7 separate regions of the Mus musculus genome follow, and regions 1, 2, 3, 4, 5 and 6 are each linked to region 7. Evidence: chromatin contacts called from public ChIA-PET, HiChIP or PLAC-seq, Micro-C and promoter capture Hi-C data. All regions are on one chromosome and are shown on one strand. The core of a region is the stretch at or near the end of the contact, and the rest is flanking DNA. Distances in the headings are between cores, read along the strand shown.

Region 1 (3,028 bases), core at 96-2,595, 750 kb before region 7:
GCAGATCAACTCACAGCCTCAATGCTTTATTAAAAAGTGGAATGTGATTCTCAAGTAAAAAAAAAAAAAAACCAGAAATCACTAAAGAGATGTGTGTTACTCTTATTCTTGGGGGAACAGACTATCTCCTGGCTATGACGATTCTGGAATGTGTGGTTGGGCTTAGGGAGTAGTTAATACTATTTTTTTCAGGAACTGTTTTTGTTTTAAGGGACTGGAAAGCACAATTGTTTGTTTGTTTGTGTATTCACTTATTTATTTTTGAGACAAGGTCTCTCTATGTCTCCCTGGCTGTCCTAGAGCTGATTATATAGATGGGGCTGGCCAGAACTCACAGAGATCCACCTGCGTCTGTCCGCACACCTCTGTTGCTGAGTGCTGGATTTAGACATTCTGTTACTTTCTATCAGTTCATCAAAGAAAATGAGGACAATTTTTTTTTCTCAGCCAGATTATCGCTGTTAACTGCTCTCAACTACTTTGTTCTTTGGAAGGATTCGGAATTTGATTTTAAGACGTGATGCGTTTGGAAATTATCAGTTTAATTTTATTCATATGTAATCTCTTTTTTCCAAAGATTTATTTATTTTTATGTGCAGGAGTGTTTTTGCCTGCATGTATGTATGTGTACCACATGTGGCCAGAAGAGGACACTGGTTTCCTTACACCTGCAGTGGGAGTTACGGACAGTTATGGGTTGCCATGTCGGTGCTGGGAACTGGACCCAGACCCTGTGCAGGAGCATTGCTAAGCCATCATTCCAGCCCTTGACCTTTTTTCCCCTTTGAGACAATATCATGCTCAGCAGTCATCTTCGTTCAGAAATCACTACTTTCTCATCACTTCAAAAGCTCCACTAAGAGATGGCTAGTCACAGCACGGGAGAAAGGAGAGGCTAGACAGTGTCTCTTCCTCACGTACAAAGCGACAGGAAAGTCTCATTCAGAACTGGGTCTCATCTTGCATGCTCCGCCCACACTCCTGTTCCAGGAGGTTCTCTGCTTCTTGTCATCAAGCCCAGAATGCCTGCCTCTGCCTCAAGTGCTGTGATCACAAGCCTGCGTCATCATGTCCAGCACGTGTAGCACTGGGGACCCCACTCAGGGCTTCCAACAGGCTGGGTGAGCCCCCTGTCCACTGAGCTACACCCGCAGCCTTGTTTGGACATCTCAAGCTTCCATATGTTGTTTGTCTGTCGTAGACAGTACCATGGGGAGAGGAAGAATGCCAGTTTCCCCACTCCAGTTTCCAGCACAGCACTTAACCGGAGCCAAAGACAAAGCTGTGCGGAGAGCCAGCCGCAGGAAACTCCTGACGTTGCTTCCAGGCAGCAGGCTCGGTTCTGGGAACCAGTGTGCACTGCTTAACGCATGACTCAATCTGCCCAGAACCTGCCAGGGGAGGGCAGTAGCTCCTTGCTTCACATTCTTGTCTCTGTCTTCCCCCCCAGGAACTGTTTGCAGATCCCATGGATGCTACCTGAGCTCCGGAATGCCACCCCTTCTGCTACAGGGCTTCAGTCCCAAGTCCCACCCGGCCAAAGAACTGGGCTCCTTGCCAGCGTTCCTGCCCCATCCCATCCTACCTTCCTGCCAACTGTCAGAGATATCATCAATAAATTGTTTGAATTATTCAATTCTAGAGATTAAATACTCCCCTGCTCCCCAAACCCAGAGATAAAATCAAACTCAAAACAGTTTGACGGAAAGCCGACCGTGTTTTGTAATCTGCCCCACCCCCACCCCTCCCAGGTTCCTCCTGGCTTCTTTCTCATCACTCGCCCAGGCATGGTTCTGGTGTTGAGGCATCTGCATGCCTCTCCTCCTTCATCTGGCTATTTCCCTTCTTCAGACTCGACTAGAAATTGTGCTCAGGGGCTGGGGGTGTAGCTCGGGGAGTGGAATGATCCAACTGGGCTGGGGTTCAGTTTCTGGCGCTATGTAACATGGAGAGGGGTGTATGTGAGCTTGTGTGTAATTGCGGTACTTGAGAGGTGGAGGCAAATGGACCTATTCAGGGTCATCTTTAGCTATATACACAGTCGAGACAGACTTGGCTATGTGAGCCCCTTACTTTAAAAACAGGAGGAGGAGGAGGAGGAGGAGGAGGAGGAAAAAAGAAGGAAAAGAAGAGTGAGAAAGAACGGGGTAGGGTGGGAGAAAGCATCTACTTCTGGTTGTTCAAATTTCTATTAAAATCCTTGACAAAGGAACTAATGCAATGACTTGCTGGTTATGAGTACCGACATCCAGGGGACCCAGGTTTGGCTCCCAGCACCCACATAGTAGCTTACACCCACGGACCAGACACCAACATCCTGATCTGGCTTCTTCGAGCACATGTGCCGCACAGGCACACACAGGCAAAGCAATCATGTTTGAAAATAAAAATTTAAAGAATAAAAAACTGCTTGATGGCCTGCTCTGTTTCGGAGAGAGGAAATAAAGTCGAAATAAAAACAAAGCAGGGAAAGAGAAAAGCAGCAGCCACCTGGAGGAAATGGTTACGTAGTATCTGGTCCTACAGCTGCCTGCAATTATCCTCCCTTACAAAAAGGGGAAAATGCCGGAGTCTCTGCTCTTTATCTGAGCCGGTAAACACGCCTGACTGCAAGAAAGGAATTTCTCGTTTCTGTCCTCTTTAAGGCTACCCCAACAATGACAGGATAGTTAGAACTAGGCTGAAATGCCTATCGGTACCAGAAGAGCCCCTGTGCAATGGCTGAGTTGGTCTTTTCTGACGAGCCCATGGCTAAAAGATTTTTCTGGTCCCCCACTTCTTTTTTGGTAACTGAGCTGTTCCCCTAACAATGCTGTGGTCACAGAGAAGAAGGAAGGAGGAAACAAGTGTGTCTTGCAAGCGATGCTCTGTTCCTGACTTCTCATTTCTTTCTGCTTTCTTTGTTCTACCCAGTACATTTAGTTTCCCTGAGGGGACATTGGTTGCTTTTGGATGTCCAATGTTCTTTCCCTTATGTGTGGACTGGCCTCAGAATCAGAATGGGTTTGACTAGTTCTACATACCGATG
Region 2 (3,153 bases), core at 566-3,065, 920 kb after region 7:
CATATAGTTTCATTTTTTTATTCTACACATGATTGCTTGTGTCTGGATCATTGTCCTGCCTTTATTGGCCACTTGTAGATGTGACCATTTCTCTGTAGAAAAATGTCTATCCCAGATCCTTGGTTTGACTTGGTTCTGACCACATACTGCTCTACACTTCCTGTCAGGTGCCTCCGCAGCCCCATGGGGACATTAGTCATTTAAATTTGCTAAAAGTAAGAGAGGAATGTTATTACAATTTTTCGGCAAATTGAAATTGAGGTTTTTTGGGTTTTTTTTTCTTTAATGATTTGTCCCAGTGCACACCCAGGTGAGGCAGGTTTGGCTGGCCCCACTAACTCACCCAGAAGTTCAGACAGCAGGTTCTCTGGGAAGGGAGCCAAAGGAGAGAAAGTTAGTGAATACTTAGCCCAAGCGGCTGATCTTTGTGTGTCCAATACAATACTCCCCTTGGTGATCTCTTCCCCCCTTTCTCTGTCCTGTCTCCTTTCCCCACCCCTTCCCCTCTCTCTATCTCCCTCCCCTTTCTCTCATTTCTGGATCTAGACAAGGTAAACAGCTCCTTCTGCCTGCCGGGGTCTGGTGAATTCTTAGCATCTCTGAGAGCATTGCTCCTTCCTTTCCTGGAAAATTTTCTTTCCAAAGGCTGACCTGGAAAAAGGACCCCCATCTCCTGCCAAAAGAAAAACCTCTCTGGAGGGCTACTTTCTGAATCTAACCTGGGAGAAGCCAACATGAGAAGCAGAGGACAAATAGACACGCGCGCGCGCACACACACACACACACACACACACACACACACGCACACACACACACAGAAAGTGGGTTTTTTCCTACCAGAAAAATATTGCCTCAGTATTCAGCAGTCTACTTAAGACGACTTGTTGCTGTAGCTTTCTGCTATGTTTCAGGCAATGTTCTAATGTTATTTACTCATCTAGGTCTCCTAAGCACAGCCAGTCTCATTGTGACATGAGAAAACTGAGCCTTGGAAGTAAATAGCCAGTTCAGGCTTGCACAGTGACCCCCCTTAGCCCTCAGCTCAGACCCTCCTGATCTGGCTCTGTACCTGCACAGAACTGCTAATCTACAGTGCTTCTGATTGTCTTCTAGGATTTAAAAACAGATAACATGATAAATCATGCTTCATAGATAGATAGATAGATAGATAGATAGATAGATAGATAGATAGATAGATAGTAGATAGATAGAAATGTAGATAAATGGATATATAGAAGACAGATGGATGAATACATACATACATGCATATATACATGCATACATAGATGCATAGATAAAATGGACTAGAATGGGTTTTCTCTTTTCTGAGTTTCACGTCCTTGCAGAACAGTCTTGCTATCCCAATGGTCCCCTCTGACTCTAAACTCACTCCTTTCTCCCAGGAGAAAAAGACTTGTCACGTGCCACTCTCTGCCCTGATCCATTCTCTAGCCTTTCTCTTGCCCCAGAGGTTGATCCCTGTGGGTTGTCTCTTCTGTCCTGGGCTCTGATGTCCTCTAGCTTCCAGTTGGGTGCAGCAATAGGGAGCTGTAGCAGTTGTAGCAGGAGCAGAGGGTAGGAATGGCCTCTTGCCTGTAGTCTCTGGGTCCTTCCATAGCCCTGTATTCTACCCTTTAACCACATCCTCTCAGGTTTCTCCTAGCACCCCCTCAGGAGATTGAATTCTTTATTGTTAGTTGTAAGGCCACTTCTTGTTTGACCCTTAACCTTCACAATACCAGTCATCCCTCCTCTTTATTTGGACCTACCCTGCCCGTGCTCTCAAGAGGCTCCCACGTTACACAAGAAAGAGGGTTATTTTTGTCAGATCCTATGCATGCACACAGATGCCAACTATTGGGAGGACACGTGCCCAGAAGTTACAGCGGTTAGCTGTAGGCAAGATTCCAGGATCCAGGAATGTTGTTTTAATTTCTTGGGGGATTTTTGTAGTGTGTGTGTGTGTGTGTGTGTGTGTGTGTGTGTGTGTGTGTGTGTGTGTGTTAGTCATGAGCTTGATTTTGTCCTAATGTTCTTGTTTTAATACATGCTGATCTGTTATTGAGAAGGCAGTTAAGGACACAGTTAGGGGCTGCAGTACTCCATTTCCTTGGATCTACCTAAGAAATAGAGGCCCACTCCCACCTCTCTTTGCAAAGACCCTCCTTGACTGGCCAACACAGCAGTACCATGCCTTTGGTATCTTCTATGCCCCAGAAATGGCCATATGAGAAAGAAGGCCCCATGCCTGGGCGCTTACCCTCTAGCATCTCTGCTCTAGGAGATGGCTCTTGTCCAGTCCCCTCACCCTCAGTTCACTCTTTCATCTATAAGGGGAGTCAGAGGAAGGCTTGAGGCTAGTCTGGACTACCCAGACTTCCCAAGCTAAGTAAAGACCAGACCAAGATCATCTGACAAGAGGGACAGATGCCCCTCCAGGAATGCCAGTCCTCCAGAACCACCAGCTGTCCATAGAGGTCAGCTACACTCCCAAAAATGCTACTTTTTTCCCAGAAGATTCTAGAGGGACACCTCAAAGTAGAGTTTTCATGGAGGAATGCATTCATTCCCCTGGGTTTGGGCAGTCTGCTGATGGGGGCCATCCTGACAAGAATGAAGAGATTCTAGGGTGACACCTTTGCCACTCCCTTTAGCTATCAGATCAGTGAAGCAATAGATTCCATCAAATTGGAATTTTCCAGGACTTCTCTGATGGGTAAAGGAAAAGACAGGAAGGGAGCCTGGTGCCAGCCCTAGAAAGAACTTGTCTCCCGGAAAGATATTTTGTACAGTCCTGACATCTGTCAGGCTACCTTGTAGGCCAGACTGAGGCCTGAGCAATAGTGATGGGTAAGACCATATGCCAGGTCTGCATAGCTGTGCAGACCTCTTGCCCTCTGCTTAAACATGAACGTCTTTCAGGTCACTCAGGATGGGCTCGCCAGGGTGCACTGGACTTCTTTGTTCCTCTTCCCAATGTGGCTGCATTGAATACAGTCTCCTTTCCTACTTCTCCTGAGTGATTGTGTCTTCAATTGGACTGTGGATGGAAGGTGGCAGAGCCTGGCTTGTCAGGGCCCAGGCTCTCACCCTAACTCTGGTAAGAAGAGTCTGACTTTGACTTACAGGTGCACATCTGAGTAAAATCATCCA
Region 3 (2,843 bases), core at 233-2,732, 900 kb after region 7:
AGAACCATGTGCATTTCTGCCATACACCACACAAACTCTTTCTGCAAGAGTCAGTCACTTTGAACCCAACTCTAGCCACAACCAGTGTGGATTTCAAGGGCCTGTTCTGCAGAGGGGGAACCGACAACAATCCAAAACTGGGACAATACTGAGCCCCCGAGGCACCTGGCAGAGCTTCAGCTGTATCGGGTGCGGCCGGCCAGACCCCTTGAACAATTTAAGTAGTCCTGAAGCCAGGACCTGGTAAGGCAAGCGAGCCTGCTGCAAATCAACTCTGGGACTGAATGGCCACCCCTGCCAGGGACATGTCATGCTTGCCAGAGGCGGGAATGCAAGCTGTCAAGAAACCTCAGACATTCAGTAGAAGCTTTTAGGTTTGATAGACAGGAGGAGTCTGTCTTTTGCAGCAAGAGCAGCATCAGGGTAAGCAAGCATCCCAGTGGAAAGGAGAAGTGGGACTGCAGGTAGATGGGAAAGAAGCGGGGGTCCTGAGCAACTACAGGACACCACACTTTCGAGCCCAGCTTCATGGCTGATAATGTAGGTCTTTTTGGAGTTTGTACAAATAAGGAACTCCCGGACAAGGTCTGAAGGTGTGTCTTTGGGGAAGACCCCATGTTCTCAAAGCTGCAAAATGTGAATCCTAAACACTACTTTGCTAGCTGGGGTAAAAAATAAAAAAATAAAAAAGGTGGGGTGAGAGAAGCCCCCAAAATATGTGCAGACAAGATGTAACAAGTGTTTTCGGAGATATACACCTGAGTCACGGGGTGCTGAAAGGAAAGTGAGGAGTCTGACTGGGGGCTTCTGCTGAAACCTTTCTAGAGAAGGGAGCCCCGGTGGCGTGGTGCCCCCAGACCGTCTCCCCGCCCCCATCTTGGGCCACCAGGGAACCAGCTCGAACCCCTCCAGGAATTTCCCTTACTCACCACTCGGCCTGAAAACCTCTCGGTGGCTCTCTTGACTTTGCCGTAGGTACCTTTGCCCAGGGTCTCTTGCAGCTCATAGCGATGCTTCAAGTTGTGTTTGTGGTGATGTCGCTTCACCCCGTGCGGCTTCCTGGGCTCCACTGGGGCTGCAGTCGCCCCGGCCACCGCCTCCAGCGGAGAGCCCGGCAAGCCGGTCTCTACAGCAGGGCCATCCCCTGCCGCGGACACTGCCGCCCCTTCCATGACCAAGCGCAGGGCGAGCCGAGTTGGAGAGGGCAGGTCCCGGCACAGGGGCTCGGGGTGGTCCCCACCGAGGGAAACCGGGGTGCGTTCAAGGTCGCCCCCGCAGCAGCATTGCTGAGACGACCCGACCTGGCTCTGGCTGCCGCTGGGGCACTAGCGGCGGCGGCGGCGGCGACTGCACATCTGGCGTCCCGGGCGCGCACGCTCGGCGCACCGCCCCCTGGCCAGCCGCGGCAATCTGCGGAGCGTCCGGCGAGGTGGCAGCGATGTCAGGGGAGGCGGTGGTGTTGGCGAGAAGGAGGGGAGAGGGTGGCTCCGCGCGCTGGAGAGGAGTGTTATGTGGGGCGCCGCGCCCCCCGCCCCCGCGCCGGGAGGACGCGCAGACGGGGCGGGGCGAGAGGGGAACGCGGGGCGGGCGCCCGGGTGTCCCCACCTCCGCGCCGGGCCACCGAGCAGGGAGGGGGCGGGGTGCGTGTCGTTGTTCACTCTTTGTGCGGCGCGGCGCAGGCCGGGGCGGCGGCCCGGCTGCTTTGTCCTCGCCGGGTGGGGACGCAAGGTCCCGGGTGGGTCGAGGTGGAGGGGTTGGGGATCGTCAGTGCTCTTGTCCCCTCCCCGAGCGTCCCGCACTCACCCTCCGGAACTACTGCGGGCCGTCCGCAGCTAGCTTGGGCCGATCGGCCTCGGATAAAGGTCGCAGGTCCCCGAGGCCGCAGAGGCGACAACGCACAGAGCCAGGCTCACGCTCTGTGGCCCGGGGCTGTAGCCTCCTGGGCCACCCTTCTTCATGTTTGTTATGGTGTGGCGGAGGCCGCCAGGCTCGCTGGAGCAGGGGGAGGCTGGGTTGAAAGGAGGCCCAGCGGTGTTGGGTTACCGGCGGTGAGTCACAGTCCCCTCCAGCCGCCGAGGCCCTGCAGGCCCCCAGCTCCGGCACGGTCAGGGCAGGGCCCTCCTGGAGCAACCGCGGAGCCTGGAAAGTCCCCGAGAGGGATGCTTCGGAACCCCGGCTCTCTCAGGGAGAAAGGCGGAGTCAGGAACGAAGGGAGGCTCGAAGGAGGAACCCGGCCCTTCTCCAGGGCTCCGATCTCCCGGTAAAGTTCGGGAGTCCAACAGGGACCAACACCTAAGAGGAGGGAAGTGGGGGCCTGGATGGAGCTGGGTCCCCTGAGCTGCCCAGCGCCATTGGAAAGACCCCTTTCCGACAAACCAAGGCTCTGAGATAAGCCTAGGCCTTGGCCTGCTGAGCAGTTCCTTGTCCAAGCCAGAGGCCACTTGCAGGCCTCTTGACCCCCTCAGGCGATGGGAATTTTCCTTTGACTAAAACGGCCAGATCTCACCCCACCAGGTGAAGGTCAGGCAGGAAGGCCTCCCAGCAAGGCTGCCCTGGTTCTCCTGAGATGAAGGGAGGAAAAATAAGACATGAAAAAATTAAAGGTATCTTGAGAAATTTTTTAAAGTAATTTCACATAAATTACATTGTTCCACACTAGGGTGGGAAGACCGACCAGGAAGAGCATCTGGTGTAGTCTCCAAGTACTGGCACTTCCTTCTGCAGCCCTCAGGTTCCTCCCGCCCTCCAAATTCCTTCTGACTTCACTCTTGTCTACTTCTCACCTTACACTGGACTCTAGCAACAGCCTGTCTTCTCGAGACGCCCCTCGCCCCCACCCCTGT
Region 4 (2,903 bases), core at 87-2,586, 970 kb after region 7:
CTTTCTAAATATCGGTGTTTCTAAGACTGACTCCATGCGAGCACATGGCCTAAGACAGGGGAAGCTGCACCCAGTGTGCAACCATCACTTTCCACAGAACATGACCAAGTACCCCAGCACAGGTGGCTCTGCCCTCACCACAGGCCCATTGCCCAATCGGCCTTGCTCAGGGTGTCAGGAACCAACACGCTCGCCTGGCACAGCCTAGAGGAAGTGCCACACCTTTTGCAGCAGCTCTGATCCTTCACTTGCTGCCCGGCGCTTCCAATCGTTACTTAGGCTGGCACGGGGCCAAGACAAGTAACCAGGGAGGAGGAACAAGGCCCTGTCTTGTCTCCTGAACCAGTTGGTCTGAGCAGTTTGGGTGAACAACTTCCTCTCTCTGAGGCTGTCTCCCCATCTGGGGAAAAAAAAAAGACGAAGGTTTAATTTGAGCCCCTTTAATCTTTACTATGCAAGGCCTGTTTGTTGCATGGTCTGTCCCTATCAGAATTATTCACGTTGATTGATCGTGATTACAGGCCCACAGGGACTGGTGGTGAGTCGGTTATCATGGGCTTTCTGATTTACACTATCGTATGTCTGATGCGTGAGTTTTCTCCCTGTGTTTCTTCTCCTTACAAAAAGTGACCATAGGGCCAACTGTCTTGATATGCTCCTTTGATCCCAGGACCAGTCTGAGGCAGGAGAATACTGTTAGTTCAAGACCAGCCTGAGGCTGCATAGTAAGATCCTGCAACACCACACACACACACACACACACACACACACACACAATCACACACACACACAATCACACACCCTTTAACTGGGAAATTTCCCTCACATACAAAAAGGGTCATGGAGTTAATTAAGGGCTGGAGAGATGGCTCGGCTGCTCGGCTGTTAGGAACACTTGCTGCTCTTGCAGAGGACCCAGGTTCCATTGCCAGCACCTATGTTGGACAGGTCACAACTATCCACAGCTCCAATTCCAGGGAATCTGACACCTTATTCGGACCTCTGAAGGCCTGGACATGTGTCAGATGCACACAGACACACACACACACGTAGAGCTCCAAGTAAGCTCAGCCTGCTTTCTTATAGAGCTCTAAGTAAATACAAGTGTTCTTTGCTTAGCACAGCACAGTTAGACACTGATGTACTCACTAACTGAAAAATACATAGGTGAATAGAGTTTTGCTTTCAGTCTTCCATTTTTATAGCACATCATTGGGAGGGGGGGACTTGGTTCACCACTTACTATGACCAGGAAATGTTCTGAACAAAGTACTTAGCCTCCTTGGAGCCTTCACCTATCAAGAAACGGGGCAGGGTGGGGCAGGGTGGGTTGCTAAACATAGTGCCTCCCTGTGTGGCTGTCATAAAGCCTTTAGAAGAATGACTGTGCATACTCAGTACTCAGGAAGTGTTAGTTACTTGGTACGCCTCCTAGAACCAAGCATGGTAACTTCTCTGCAGATACAGAGATGAAAGACCCAAACACGGAGGGTGCCATCCAGCAAGAAAGCAGTCATGCAAGCCATTGTAGCACAGAGGGAAGAGGCTTTCCGACCAGCAGCCTGGAGGGTGGGGTCCTGGGTGGAGCATTCAAGTCGGCTTAGGGTTCAGGTTCAGAGATGGAGCAGTCTGATTAGGAAAGGAGGAAGATGCTGGAGATGTCATAACAGAGGAAAACAGCCTCATGAGATCCCCAGGAGCTGATGGCAGGAGCCAGCCAGAGGTAGGCATGGAAGATATAGTGGGAAGGGGACACAGACAGACAGACAGACACTTGGGAAAGGCTGTGCTTGTGATCTATGGGGGAGTCCCCAAAGACAAGCCAGAGACAGGAAGGGCAGTGAGGCACAAACACCTGTCTTCATTTCTTCCGGCCATTTCCTGTTTCCCCACTGGACCAGGATTACAGTGAAGGCAGGACTCCATCTGTCTTGCTGTCTGTCTCCTTCATGTGCAGCAGAGTGGTGTTCCGCAGTATCATGAGCCATGAACCAGGCTGCTGGTGATTAGCCTCCGATCCCCAGTTATGGGGGTAAAGAGGAGGCTGGGAAGAGAGGGTGGTGGTGTGTTAAGGCTTTATCCCCCGTGATGTGGAAAGGGAGAGTGTCCTAGTTAGGGTGAGCATTGCTATGATAAAACACCACGGTCAAAAAGCAAATGGGAAGAAAAGGATTTATTTCAATCACAGTTCTGTATCAACTGTACATCGTCAAAAGCAGTGAGGGCAGGAACTCAGACAGGGCAGGAACCTGGAGGCAGGAGCTGATGCAGGGGCCGTGGAGGGGTCCTGCTTACTGGCTTGCTCTGTATGGCTTGCTCAGCCTGCTTTCTTTTCTTTTTTTCTTCCTTTCTTTCTTTTCTTTTTCTTTTTCTTTTTCTTTTTCTTTTTTGAGACAGGGTTTCTCTGTGTAGTCTTGGCTGGGCAGTGGTGGCGCATGCCTTTAATCCCAGCACTTGGGAGGCAGAGGCAGGTGGATTTCTGAGTTCGAGGCCAGCCTGGTCTACAGAGTGAGTTCCAGGTCAACCTGCTTTCTTATAGAACCCAGGGCTACCAGGCCAGGAATGGTACCACCTGCCATGGACCACCCCATTTGGGTATGGGGTCCCTGGAATGAGGGTCCTCAAAGCTAGGTGGGTAAGAGTTTGGCAGTGACAAACAGAAACATAGAGGCAGTTTGAATCTGAGTGTATTTTGCAGCTCCCAAGCAGGGGATTTTATATATTAAAAAACCAAACATTACATCTCTTAGAAACTATATCCAATGAAACAATCACAGATACCAAAAAAAAATCATTTGGCACAGTAAAGCACAAAAGTTATCCAAGCATTACAACTCTGAAACTATGTATTTAGTGAACCACAAACAAAACAGGTAACATCATTATAAATCATCAAAATATAA
Region 5 (2,912 bases), core at 229-2,728, 660 kb before region 7:
ACCTCTCCAAGTTTTTTTGGTAAGTATTTTTATCTTAAGGTTATTAGTAAGCAAGTCGTGTTCATACAGAAAGACTGAATTTTCTTACTTTGCTTTGCTACTTTCCTTACAAAAGTGAGACATTTTGAAAAACCCAATTAAAGAAGCAGGAATCAACTACTCACAGATGCTGTCTGTAGTGTAGCCATTTGGAAGGCTTTCCTTGGTCTTTCCCTAAGTAATTTTACATGCGTTAGACTTTTGTATCAGAGCACTGATGTGGGTCCCCAGAGGAGGAAATAGTCTTGCTTGTCATGCCCAAGACACATCAAACAGAGCCCCTGTCTTCTGGCTCCCCTGCACCTCTCTCCCTCCTCCTGTGCTGTCTGGTAAGGTTCCTGGAGGAACTTTCTGGAAGCAGGAAGAAGCACCAGCTAGCTGGTTGTTAGAGCTGCCCCTGCTATGTACAGCTCTCATTCCTCTGAGCCAGTGACTCTCAGCCTTCCTAAAGCTATGACCCTTCAGTTCAGTTCGTCATGTTGTCGTGACTCCCCCACCCCCATAAAATTATTTCAGTTTTACTTCATAACTGTAATTTTGCTACTGTTAGAAATCATAATGTAACTGTCTGATATAGAGGACATCTAAGAGTCAGCCCCCAAAGGCAACCCACAGGGTGAGAAACACTGACCTACACTAACCAGGAGGTCACTTTGTATTTTTTGTTTCTTTTCTTTTTCTTGTTCTGAAACATTAATATGTCTATTCTGTCGCTCTGGCTATCTTAGAACTCCCTGTGTAGACCAGGCTGGCCTCAAACTCAGATCCACCTGCTTCCGCTTTAATCCCAAGTGCTGGAGTTAAAGGCGTGCACCACCACCGCCCGCTTGTTGTCTTATGTAAGACAGTAATTTTGTGGCTTCTTTCTTGATTTTCTTGGTCATTTTGTTATATTACTTAAGGTTTACTAATCATGTTGAACTAAGATTAGTCAAAGGGGTCTTGACAACAAAGTTCCAAGTTATTTGTCTTTTGATGAAGTCAGTTTATTCTGTGAACTTTATCAGCAGCGCTAATTATTGAAGTACCTCCACACCTACTGCTGGGCAACATCCCACATAAGGAAACAAGTCTGACCTGTGCTTGTGTCTTCCAGGTTTACCATAGTTTCTTTTGGCCATTGGAATGGACAGTCCCATCCCGGGATAACAACAAATGTTATGCAAAAATAATCTGCAACCTTAAAGACGATGTAAGTGCGGCGACGGGTCTTTGTGGAGATGTGTAGCTTTTGACCATGAATGTTAGGATTCCAGCCATTGGTGTCCACAGCACCAGGGGCAGCATCTTAGGCAAGGGTCTGGGCTCTCCTGCCTGCTGCCTTGCCTGTTCATCTTTCCTGGTCCGGGGCCCCGCTGCAGGCAGGCAGAACACACGTAGGTAAAGGAAGTCAGGGGACACTTGAAGCTTCTCTGTGTTGATGAGTGGAGAGTCATGAAGTCCTCAGCTACCTTTTAAAAAACCACAAGCAAACCCAACCCCGGATGCTCTGCTTTGATCCTCTGCGCTGGTGGGAAGAGCTCAGACTTGGCTGGGCTCCAGATTGAGATGTACCCACTGCTACACTAGTGACCAAGCCCGAGGGCAAACTCCTGCCTCCCAGGTATTCCAGACCCATAGTGAGAGAGATGGACTACCTTAGCAGTTTTCAAACTTACTTGACTGTTGCCACACAGTAAGAAATACATTTTATATTATATTCCAGAACACGTGTCCATACACACATACTCTTTCTTCTTTCTTTCTTTCTTTCGCTCTCTCTCTCTCTCTCTCTCTCTCTCTCTCTCTCTCTCTTTCTTTCTTCCTTCCTTCCCTCCCTCCCTCCCTCCCTCCCTCCTTCCCTCCCTCCCTCCCTCCCTCCTTCTCTCTCTCTCTTTCTTTCTTTCAAGATTTATTTATTTATTTATTTATTTATTTATTTATTTATTTATTTATTTAATGTATATGAGTGCACTGTAGCTGTACAGATGGTTGTGAGCCTTCACGTGGCTGTTGGGAATTGAATTTAGGACCTCTGTTCGCTCTGGTCTGCCCGCTTGCTCAGTCCCTGCTTGCTCCAGCCCAAAGATGCACCAGAAGAGGGCGTCAGATTTCATTTGGGTGGTTGTGAGCCACCATGTGGTTGCTAGGATTTGAACTCAGGACCTTTGGAAGCAGTCAGTACTCTTAACCTCTGAGCCATCTCTCCAGCCCCATATTCTCATTCAATATTGTACCAGAAACTGAATTTTTTCAATGTATTCAGCATATTGACCTTAAAAATCCCTTCAGGGAAAATATGAATAAAGCCAAAGCCTTACATCAAACACACAAAGAACTTGGTTAGATTATTAAAACAATCTCAGGGTTTGTCTGTAATGACATACTTTGTTTAAAAATTGTTTTAGATGAGAAAGATTTTTTTTAGAACCCAGAAGGTTTCAGGACACTGCCTTAGGTGTAAAGTTATCACTGAGGCAGATGTTCGGTGAATGAATCGATCAGGGTAACCCCTCGTGAACTGTGCACTGACATAAGGATCAATGGCGTATCACTCTCTCTATCTCTTTGGACATAGCTTTATTAAAGCATGATGTAGCCAAGTATCATCTGACTTCACAGTGACCGAGTGTCCTTGGTTTTAAACAGAGCTCAGTGGTCTACGTGTAAATCACACTCACACACATGGAAGTACTTCCTGCTCCCTGCTCGGGTCAGTGAACACCAGCCTGTAAGAGATCAGCAGTGCAGATACGGTTCACAGCAGCTCTGGTCTGGAACACTTGCTCCCGCACTGTTGAGAATCTCGTTTAATCTGTGCTGAGGGGGCGCCTCTGTGACCACTGATAATTGCTATCTGCTTGTTCTGCCCATTCTGTGACTGAGGAAACTGA
Region 6 (2,939 bases), core at 200-2,699, 540 kb before region 7:
AGGATTTTATTGAATGATTTATACTGTGCCAGGGACCTCTTGAATGCAAAGTAAGCATCAAGAACAATGCATAGAAGACCTCTTGTCTTAATGGAGTCCATGGGCTTGGAGTAAAATTGATCTGATGGATTGGTAGCACCACCCTTGGTAGGCTCCTTGTCTACCGCCAACCCTCTTGTCTACTCGACAGCGCCTCAATAAAGCATTTGGTATGTGTGGGCACATTCAAGTGTGTGGTGTGTGCATGCGTGTGTGTGTGTGTGTGTGTGTGTGCACATGTATGTGCATGTGTGTGTGAGCACATGCTCAGATTTCTGATTATGAAATGAACTCAAATGTATAAAAGAGACTTTTGAAAGAGAATTCACTTCTAAAAATGTCATTTAAAAATAATTTTTTAAATTTTAATCACCTTGGTGTTTTGCCTGCATGTATATCTGCGTGAAGGTGTCAAGATCTTGGAGTTACAGACAGTTGTAAGCTGCCATACGGGTGCTGAGAATTGAACCCAGTATTATGGTATGTCTTGGTTTTACCACTAAGCACTGAAACTCAGTTCTCTTGGAAAATAGACTATCCTGTCACGTGGATGCATTTTAATGGAATTCTGCTTTCTCGTTGGACAGTTCTGAAAACAAGTTGTTTTTCTGTCTTTTGTTTTATGTGTATGGGTTTTGTGTTTGTTTTGTTTTTTCAAGACAGGGCTTCTCTGTGTACTTCTGGTGGTCCAGGAAGTCACTCCATAGGCCTTGAACTTGCAGAGATCCATCTGCCTCTGCCTAGAAGGTGCTGGATCAAAGGGGACTTAGAGTCACCACCGCCTGGCTCTAAAGACTTCTTTGAAAGATGTATTCAGACTCCGAGACACTGTAAACATCCCAAGGCTCCTGGTAGAAGGATCCAGTTGTTTTTTAGAATGCTGTGTACATTCATATTCCCATCAGAGCGTGTGACTGTGTCCTAGCTAGGATGATCCGGCTAGTGTCCAGGTCCGTCCACACAAGATAACAGGTCTCAGGAGGGTCCAGACTGGCTCTTCTGCTGCCGGCCGGCCACAGGCTTGTAGTAAATGTTGTTGACATGTGTTTGAATGACGGAGCCCAGGAGGGTTTATCAGACAGTTGAGGAGACAGTTGTCACCAGGGAGCACTTTTCCCACAGGCTTTGAAGGAAAGGGAAGCTCGGGTGTTGGTGACAAGCTTTGGTGACACGGCCACTTCTCTAGTTGTAGATTGTCCTCAGGGCTGAGATGGATGTGCTGGCTTACCCATCACCCTTTCATCTGTTCTAAGTTAGTCTTCCCAGTAGCTGCTGAAGTGTTCTGTCCTCATCCTTATCTTTACGTAGACTCAGTTAATGGCAGGTAACCCAGCTTATGAGTGATGGAAGCATACTGTACTGTGGCTACAGGTGCCCTGTTGAGAACGCTGTTCTGTGTACGGTTAGTGTCTGTGAGGAGCACTTCCTGTAATGGGGGGGAGAGCAGGGGGTGTCTGTCAGGGAGTGCTATCCTCCCAGGGTTCATACCTGAAGCCTGTCCCCAAGCAGACAGCATTAGGAGGTTGGATGTTGGGACGTAGACAACTGATGATGTGCACTTAGAGCCTCTGTACAGGGCAGTCCCATGACTGACGATTGCCTCTCAAGAGGACATCGTGAGACCCCGGGTGCCTCCACTGAGTCCTGTATCTTCCGTGATTCCATCTTGGACTTCCCAGCCTCCAGAGCCGAGCAGTGAATGTCAGGTTTTTTGCAAGCCACCCAAGGCAAGGCATCTTGTTAGCAGCCTACCAAGTGAGACAAGGAGCACGCCTCCGGTTGGCAGGCGGTTGGCGGGTGAGATGTTGTCTCAGCCGACCAAGATGATGATGTACCCGTGGTTCTCAGCTGTTGATGGAAGAAGCCCGGGTGTGGGGGCTGCTTCTGATGAGGGCCAGGCGCCTCTACAAGGCATGTGTCACTCTTAGAAGAGAGATGGTTATCAGTGCCCTGGCCTTGGATCCTTTCCCAGAAGCCCTGTGTTGATGATGAAGTCAGATCAGGGGAACAGACCTTCTAAAAGGGAAGTGTGGGTGGGAGGTAGGAGGAGAGGAGAAGAGAGAAACAAAACAAAATCCAACCCCCCCCCCCCCAGATGCGATAGGGCTTTCCCTGTGTGTGCTCTGTAGCTATGCCTACAAGGCAAGGCTTAACGTATTGTAACCTAATCAGCCTCTTGAACAATTACAAAACAAACTTTAAAAACAGACAGGATAAACATTTGATACATTTTGACTTTCAAGTTACTCCTTTGAAATTGTGAGAGGACTTCACTCCTGGGTGTTAAAGCAACACTCATGCACGCCACTCCAGGACCTCACCACAAGGTCACCCCTCTTGCCCACAGTCTCTGCCCACCCATACAGATACCCTTCAAGGACCCACAGGTCCTCTAGGCCCTTTAATGTCCCCAGCTCTGAGGTGCTCCCTCCAGCTCTCCTGGATCTTCTCTGCTGTGACACTGACTGTCCAGCAGCTGTGGTAGAAGCGACTGAGAGGAAATGAGAATGGGGCCAAAATAGCCAGTTATTAGGTTTCCTGTTGCAGAGGATGTGGTCGGTTGACTTTGGTTATCTGTGAGTCTGGCCCAGGGACTGGGCTCAGCTAGCAGTTAAACATGTGGGGGGAGCACAGGCTTGGCTCCTCTGACAGAAATTATCAGAGTCCTCAGGACCCCCCCCCCCAGGAAAGCCAGTGGGGTTCAGCCCTGCGCTACATATGATTTTACGTATGGCCAGGAGCAGTAGCAGCCACTTTCCAGAGCTTCGGGAGGCAGTAGCCCTTTGGTGCGGGCATGTGTGCGCATCTGTGTAAATGTGTGCATGTGCGCATGTTGACACATGGTTTGATATTTATTTATTTATTTACTTACTTACTTATTTACTTTGAGACAGGATCTC
Region 7 (2,878 bases), core at 135-2,634:
TACCATATGGAACCTAAAGAAGGCTGCCAGAACTGCATGCTACAGAAACTGAAAATTCCAATAGGCCACCCTGAAGCCAGAGACACACTAAGTCCACATGTGTTTGTCAGCTGTCACTGTAACAAACACTTTTGTTAGAAAAAAAAAGCATTTTCTAATTTCTTTGCAATGCCAGGCATGGTGACACATGCCTGTATTCCCAGCACTTAGGAAAGCACTTTACAAAGTAAAGATGTTCATTTGTGGCTCAGATCTGTAGAGGTTTCCCTCCATAGCCTTGTCACAGGCCCAGGAGCAGCAGGGACTCTCAGCTACGATAATGAGATCTTGTCTCAAAATAAAACCAAGCCCAAACCTTAGCATCTCAGAACATGCTCTTCAAGAGAACATTCTATATTGATTTGTGGTACTTTATATAATGCAAATAACTTTAAAACTCTGCTTGAAAAAGACTCAGCTAATAGACACAAGAAAAATTTAAGAGCCACTTTGTATTAATGAGCACCTACCCGTTTTCAAGTAATCCAGTCTTCTTTAATGAGATTTGAATTCTTCCTATGCATTTGCAAACACATGAGCATAAATAAACGTTTACGTCGATTGTAGATGTTACAGCAAATATGCATTGTTCTAAAATCGACTCCTCTCCTTTTTTTTTTTTTCTTTTTTTTCTTTAATGCCATTTGAGACCTATTTCATTTTGTAGCTTTCTAGGAGTTCAGAGTATGGATGTCTTAAATTTTACATTATGATTTTTTTTTTGATGCTATTTAGACTGCTTCGTAGAAGTACATACTAAAAACTGCCCTGATAGAAAGCGTTTTGTGTAAACGTTAGGATAGATGTAGAACTCAGGGTAACACAGTTCCCACCCCACCTTCTTAAAAGCAAGGAAAGAAAGAATAGTGATCTATGTAAAGCAAACCCAGTAGTGAGATTGCTTGGTGGCGTTCTTAAAGTCATTACTTTTTTACACACACAGGTCTTTTCTCAACAAATAATCTGCACAGGAAGTGCAAGGGGATCAAGGAATCGCGAGGGTAAAGACAGAAAGGGAGCTGGTGAGACAGGCATCTTGGTCCAAGGGCTCGGGCAGTGTCCAGGTGAAGGACCGGGTCTTGCGTTGGGCCCCACCCGGTTATTTCCATTCTTTCCAGGTTAGACTGAGGGAGTAATCCCCTAGGATATAAAAAAAAAAGAGCCTCGAGGAACGGAATGTGCCCTGAGAACAGTCGTGAACGGCAGCGAGACCAGGAAAGGATGCAGGATGCCAACGGCAGCCATCACTATGGCGGCCGCGCCGGGAGCAGGCGGTCGACTCGCTTTCCCAGCGGCTCCCGCGGTCCGCAGGGCCGAGAGTCCACTGGCTCTGGCGTGCGGGGGCGGGGCCGAAGCCGGAAGTCACGTGCCGTGACAGCGGCTGGGGTGAGGCCCGCGTCGCGGCTGTGGCTGCTCGGGGCTGTGTCTGTGGGAGGTTCCGCGGCGATGGCCGTGGACACTCTGTCGCCCGACTGGGACTTCGACCGCGTGGACGACGGCTCTCAGAGTAAGCCCCGGCATCGGGCGAGGCGGGCCGGGCGGCGCTGCGGACGGAGGGCGGCGCGGTGCGGCGCCGCGCTGCGCAGCCGCCCTCTCGGGACCCTCCCGCTGGGTGGGACTGGGGCGCTCTGCGTGACCGTGTGGTCGCGTCTGGCCGTGCACTCGCACCCTGCGTCCCTCCCGGAATCGGTGACGGGCCAGCGGTGCCATCGCTGGGGAGCCCCGCGCGAGGCCATCCTCCCGGGTTGTCCATCCCGTCCCAGGGTTTGCCCCAGATGCTCAGCCTTCAGTTCTAGAAGAGTCTGGGTTCCCGTTTCGGTTTCCTGTTTTTCTTTGCTTCTCAAGCCAACTTTTGAAGTTTGGATTCACGTTCTTAGAACCACAGAGACAGCTAAAAACAGCTCTTTCTGGCCTTAAAAAAAAAATCAACCAACATAGGAATATCTTATTCCTTCTCGGCCCTTTATTGATTTTTAAATAGCTGAAAAGGTTTTTAAATCTATTTTAACTTTTTAAAAAATCAGATCTGCTTCGCAGTTGCCTCATGACGTCAAGTCCAAGTTTATGTTTAAAATCACTTCCAACCCCAAAAGCCTCATAGTTTGTTTCAGCATAAATGGACAACCCAAACTAATTAGAGACACTCTGGAGGTTGATTTGTTTGTTTGTTTGTTTGTTTGTTTTTTCTGTGTGATAGAAGATATATTGGGGCGAGTTGCCCAAGAAATTTTTAAATGCATACCTTTCCCAAAAGTAGGAATGCCTTTAAAAATAAAGTACAGCTGCATTATGAATTATTTTACAGAGATACTAGACCATGTACAGATTCCTATGTAACTGTGTTTTGCCTTTACATCTAGTTGAACTATGTTCAGGGTGCTGGGCAGATCTTAAGATATTGGTCTTAGTCAGCATAAAGAAAAATCTAGATGGAAGGATAGTAACCACCCCTTCTCCTCCCCCCCCCCCCCCCCATTGTGCGCTGAGGTCCCTACTTTAGTTTAATCTAACCAAAGTTGGAATGAAGGTATACTGGGTTTCAGCTTTAAGTGGAATGAATGATCAGTTATTTAGACATAATCAGTTTTTTAGATGCTCAGGACTGGGGAAAGGAGTGGAAACAGGACGTGGGTGAGGACACAATATAAAAACCATGTATGTATGAAAATGCCATGGTGAAACTCATAATGTTGTTTACTAACTTTAAAAAGTAGTAGGAAAACTACAAGAAATGCAGTTTGTTGGGAGGGGGAGTATGTTATGCACAGAGGGCCACTGGTTCTTAGTCTCTTCTTGTACTTTAAGAACTTTTATGAGTTCATAGCTACTTGTTATCTTA

The links. Promoter capture Hi-C pulls out the DNA fragments that hold promoters and counts their contacts. A called contact is a pair of places that touch in the nucleus more often than the background predicts. ChIA-PET counts read pairs in DNA pulled down with a chosen protein or histone mark. HiChIP or PLAC-seq counts read pairs in DNA pulled down with a chosen protein or histone mark.
Region 1: an H3K4me3 HiChIP or PLAC-seq map of pro-B cells shows a contact between it and region 7, with 4 times the contacts expected there. The contact joins the enhancer-like site here to the promoter of Washc4 in region 7. A contact is called at or near these places in 11 of 39 promoter capture datasets (the 3T3-L1 cell line, the C10 cell line, the HPC-7 cell line and 6 more), 1 of 15 datasets of contacts at CTCF or cohesin (large pre-B cells), 4 of 484 Hi-C or Micro-C datasets (Th1 cells, muscle stem cells, nephron progenitors and 1 more), 7 of 115 datasets of contacts at active chromatin or transcription factors (the NIH/3T3 cell line, astrocytes, embryonic forebrain and 4 more) and 1 of 9 other capture datasets (embryonic stem cells).
Region 2: a promoter capture Hi-C map of the 3T3-L1 cell line shows a contact between it and region 7, with 3 times the contacts expected there. The contact joins the enhancer-like site here to the promoter of Washc4 in region 7. A contact is called at or near these places in 12 of 39 promoter capture datasets (the 3T3-L1 cell line, 3T3-L1-derived adipocytes, the C10 cell line and 7 more), 1 of 484 Hi-C or Micro-C datasets (muscle stem cells), 2 of 115 datasets of contacts at active chromatin or transcription factors (the NIH/3T3 cell line and microglia) and 1 of 9 other capture datasets (embryonic stem cells).
Region 3: a contact with region 7 is called in a Micro-C map of embryonic stem cells, with 6 times the contacts expected there. The contact joins the promoter of Nuak1 here to the promoter of Washc4 in region 7. A contact is called at or near these places in 11 of 39 promoter capture datasets (the 3T3-L1 cell line, 3T3-L1-derived adipocytes, the C10 cell line and 7 more), 3 of 484 Hi-C or Micro-C datasets (embryonic stem cells, muscle stem cells and uterus) and 4 of 115 datasets of contacts at active chromatin or transcription factors (the NIH/3T3 cell line, astrocytes, embryonic stem cells and 1 more).
Region 4: a contact with region 7 is called in an H3K27ac HiChIP or PLAC-seq map of embryonic stem cells, with 2.8 times the contacts expected there. The contact joins the promoter of E230014E18Rik here to the promoter of Washc4 in region 7. A contact is called at or near these places in 7 of 39 promoter capture datasets (the 3T3-L1 cell line, embryonic stem cells, hippocampal neurons and 3 more), 1 of 115 datasets of contacts at active chromatin or transcription factors (embryonic stem cells) and 2 of 9 other capture datasets (adipose tissue and liver).
Region 5: an RNA polymerase II ChIA-PET map of memory CD8 T cells shows a contact between it and region 7, with 39 read pairs. The contact joins the enhancer-like site here to the promoter of Washc4 in region 7. A contact is called at or near these places in 13 of 39 promoter capture datasets (3T3-L1-derived adipocytes, the C10 cell line, the HPC-7 cell line and 8 more), 3 of 484 Hi-C or Micro-C datasets (bone marrow-derived macrophages and embryonic stem cells) and 12 of 115 datasets of contacts at active chromatin or transcription factors (the 230-238 cell line, astrocytes, embryonic forebrain and 7 more).
Region 6: a promoter capture Hi-C map of neutrophils shows a contact between it and region 7, with 2.9 times the contacts expected there. The contact joins the enhancer-like site here to the promoter of Washc4 in region 7. A contact is called at or near these places in 7 of 39 promoter capture datasets (the 3T3-L1 cell line, the HPC-7 cell line, HPC-7-derived erythroid cells and 4 more), 1 of 484 Hi-C or Micro-C datasets (cortical neurons), 1 of 115 datasets of contacts at active chromatin or transcription factors (bone marrow-derived macrophages) and 2 of 9 other capture datasets (embryonic stem cells and macrophages).

The regions. Positions count from the first base shown.
Region 1 is chr10:82,794,171-82,797,198 of GRCm38.p6, forward strand. It overlaps a transcript of Hcfc2 not described here. Among named protein-coding and RNA genes, the nearest start is that of 1700028I16Rik, 16 kb to the right of the region's middle. Within about 2 kb of position 1,346, at least 227 of the 459 cell types and tissues checked have an H3K27ac peak or open chromatin away from gene starts, as enhancers often do. A contact at or near this core is called in the NIH/3T3 cell line, Th1 cells, astrocytes and 7 more, where this site is marked.
Region 2 is chr10:84,463,871-84,467,023 of GRCm38.p6, forward strand. No RefSeq gene overlaps it. Among named protein-coding and RNA genes, the nearest start is that of 4930463O16Rik, 23 kb to the right of the region's middle. Within about 2 kb of position 1,816, at least 11 of the 459 cell types and tissues checked have an H3K27ac peak or open chromatin away from gene starts, as enhancers often do. A contact at or near this core is called in the NIH/3T3 cell line, where this site is marked.
Region 3 is chr10:84,439,186-84,442,028 of GRCm38.p6, forward strand. It overlaps Nuak1 (NUAK family, SNF1-like kinase, 1), which reads right to left and starts at 1,483. Exons shown (of 7, transcript NM_001004363.2): 1 at 930-1,483. The coding sequence starts at 1,172.
Region 4 is chr10:84,516,367-84,519,269 of GRCm38.p6, forward strand. E230014E18Rik (a long non-coding RNA gene) reads left to right here and starts at 1,337. Exons shown (of 2, transcript XR_003948929.1): 1 at 1,337-1,723. Gm34405 (a long non-coding RNA gene) reads right to left here and starts at 1,296. Exons shown (of 4, transcript XR_380642.4): 1 at 1-1,296.
Region 5 is chr10:82,886,038-82,888,949 of GRCm38.p6, forward strand. Txnrd1 (thioredoxin reductase 1) reads left to right here. Exons shown (of 15, transcript NM_001042513.1): 13 at 1,136-1,231. Among named protein-coding and RNA genes, the nearest start is that of Eid3, 21 kb to the left of the region's middle. Within about 2 kb of position 1,479, at least 30 of the 459 cell types and tissues checked have an H3K27ac peak or open chromatin away from gene starts, as enhancers often do. A contact at or near this core is called in memory CD8 T cells, where this site is marked.
Region 6 is chr10:83,002,627-83,005,565 of GRCm38.p6, forward strand. The region is part of intron 1 of Chst11 (carbohydrate sulfotransferase 11); the gene reads left to right. Among named protein-coding and RNA genes, the nearest start is that of Chst11, 19 kb to the left of the region's middle. Within about 2 kb of position 1,450, at least 146 of the 459 cell types and tissues checked have an H3K27ac peak or open chromatin away from gene starts, as enhancers often do. A contact at or near this core is called in the HPC-7 cell line, bone marrow-derived macrophages and neutrophils, where this site is marked.
Region 7 is chr10:83,542,557-83,545,434 of GRCm38.p6, forward strand. It overlaps Washc4 (WASH complex subunit 4), which reads left to right and starts at 1,385. Exons shown (of 33, transcript NM_001033375.2): 1 at 1,385-1,546. The coding sequence starts at 1,486.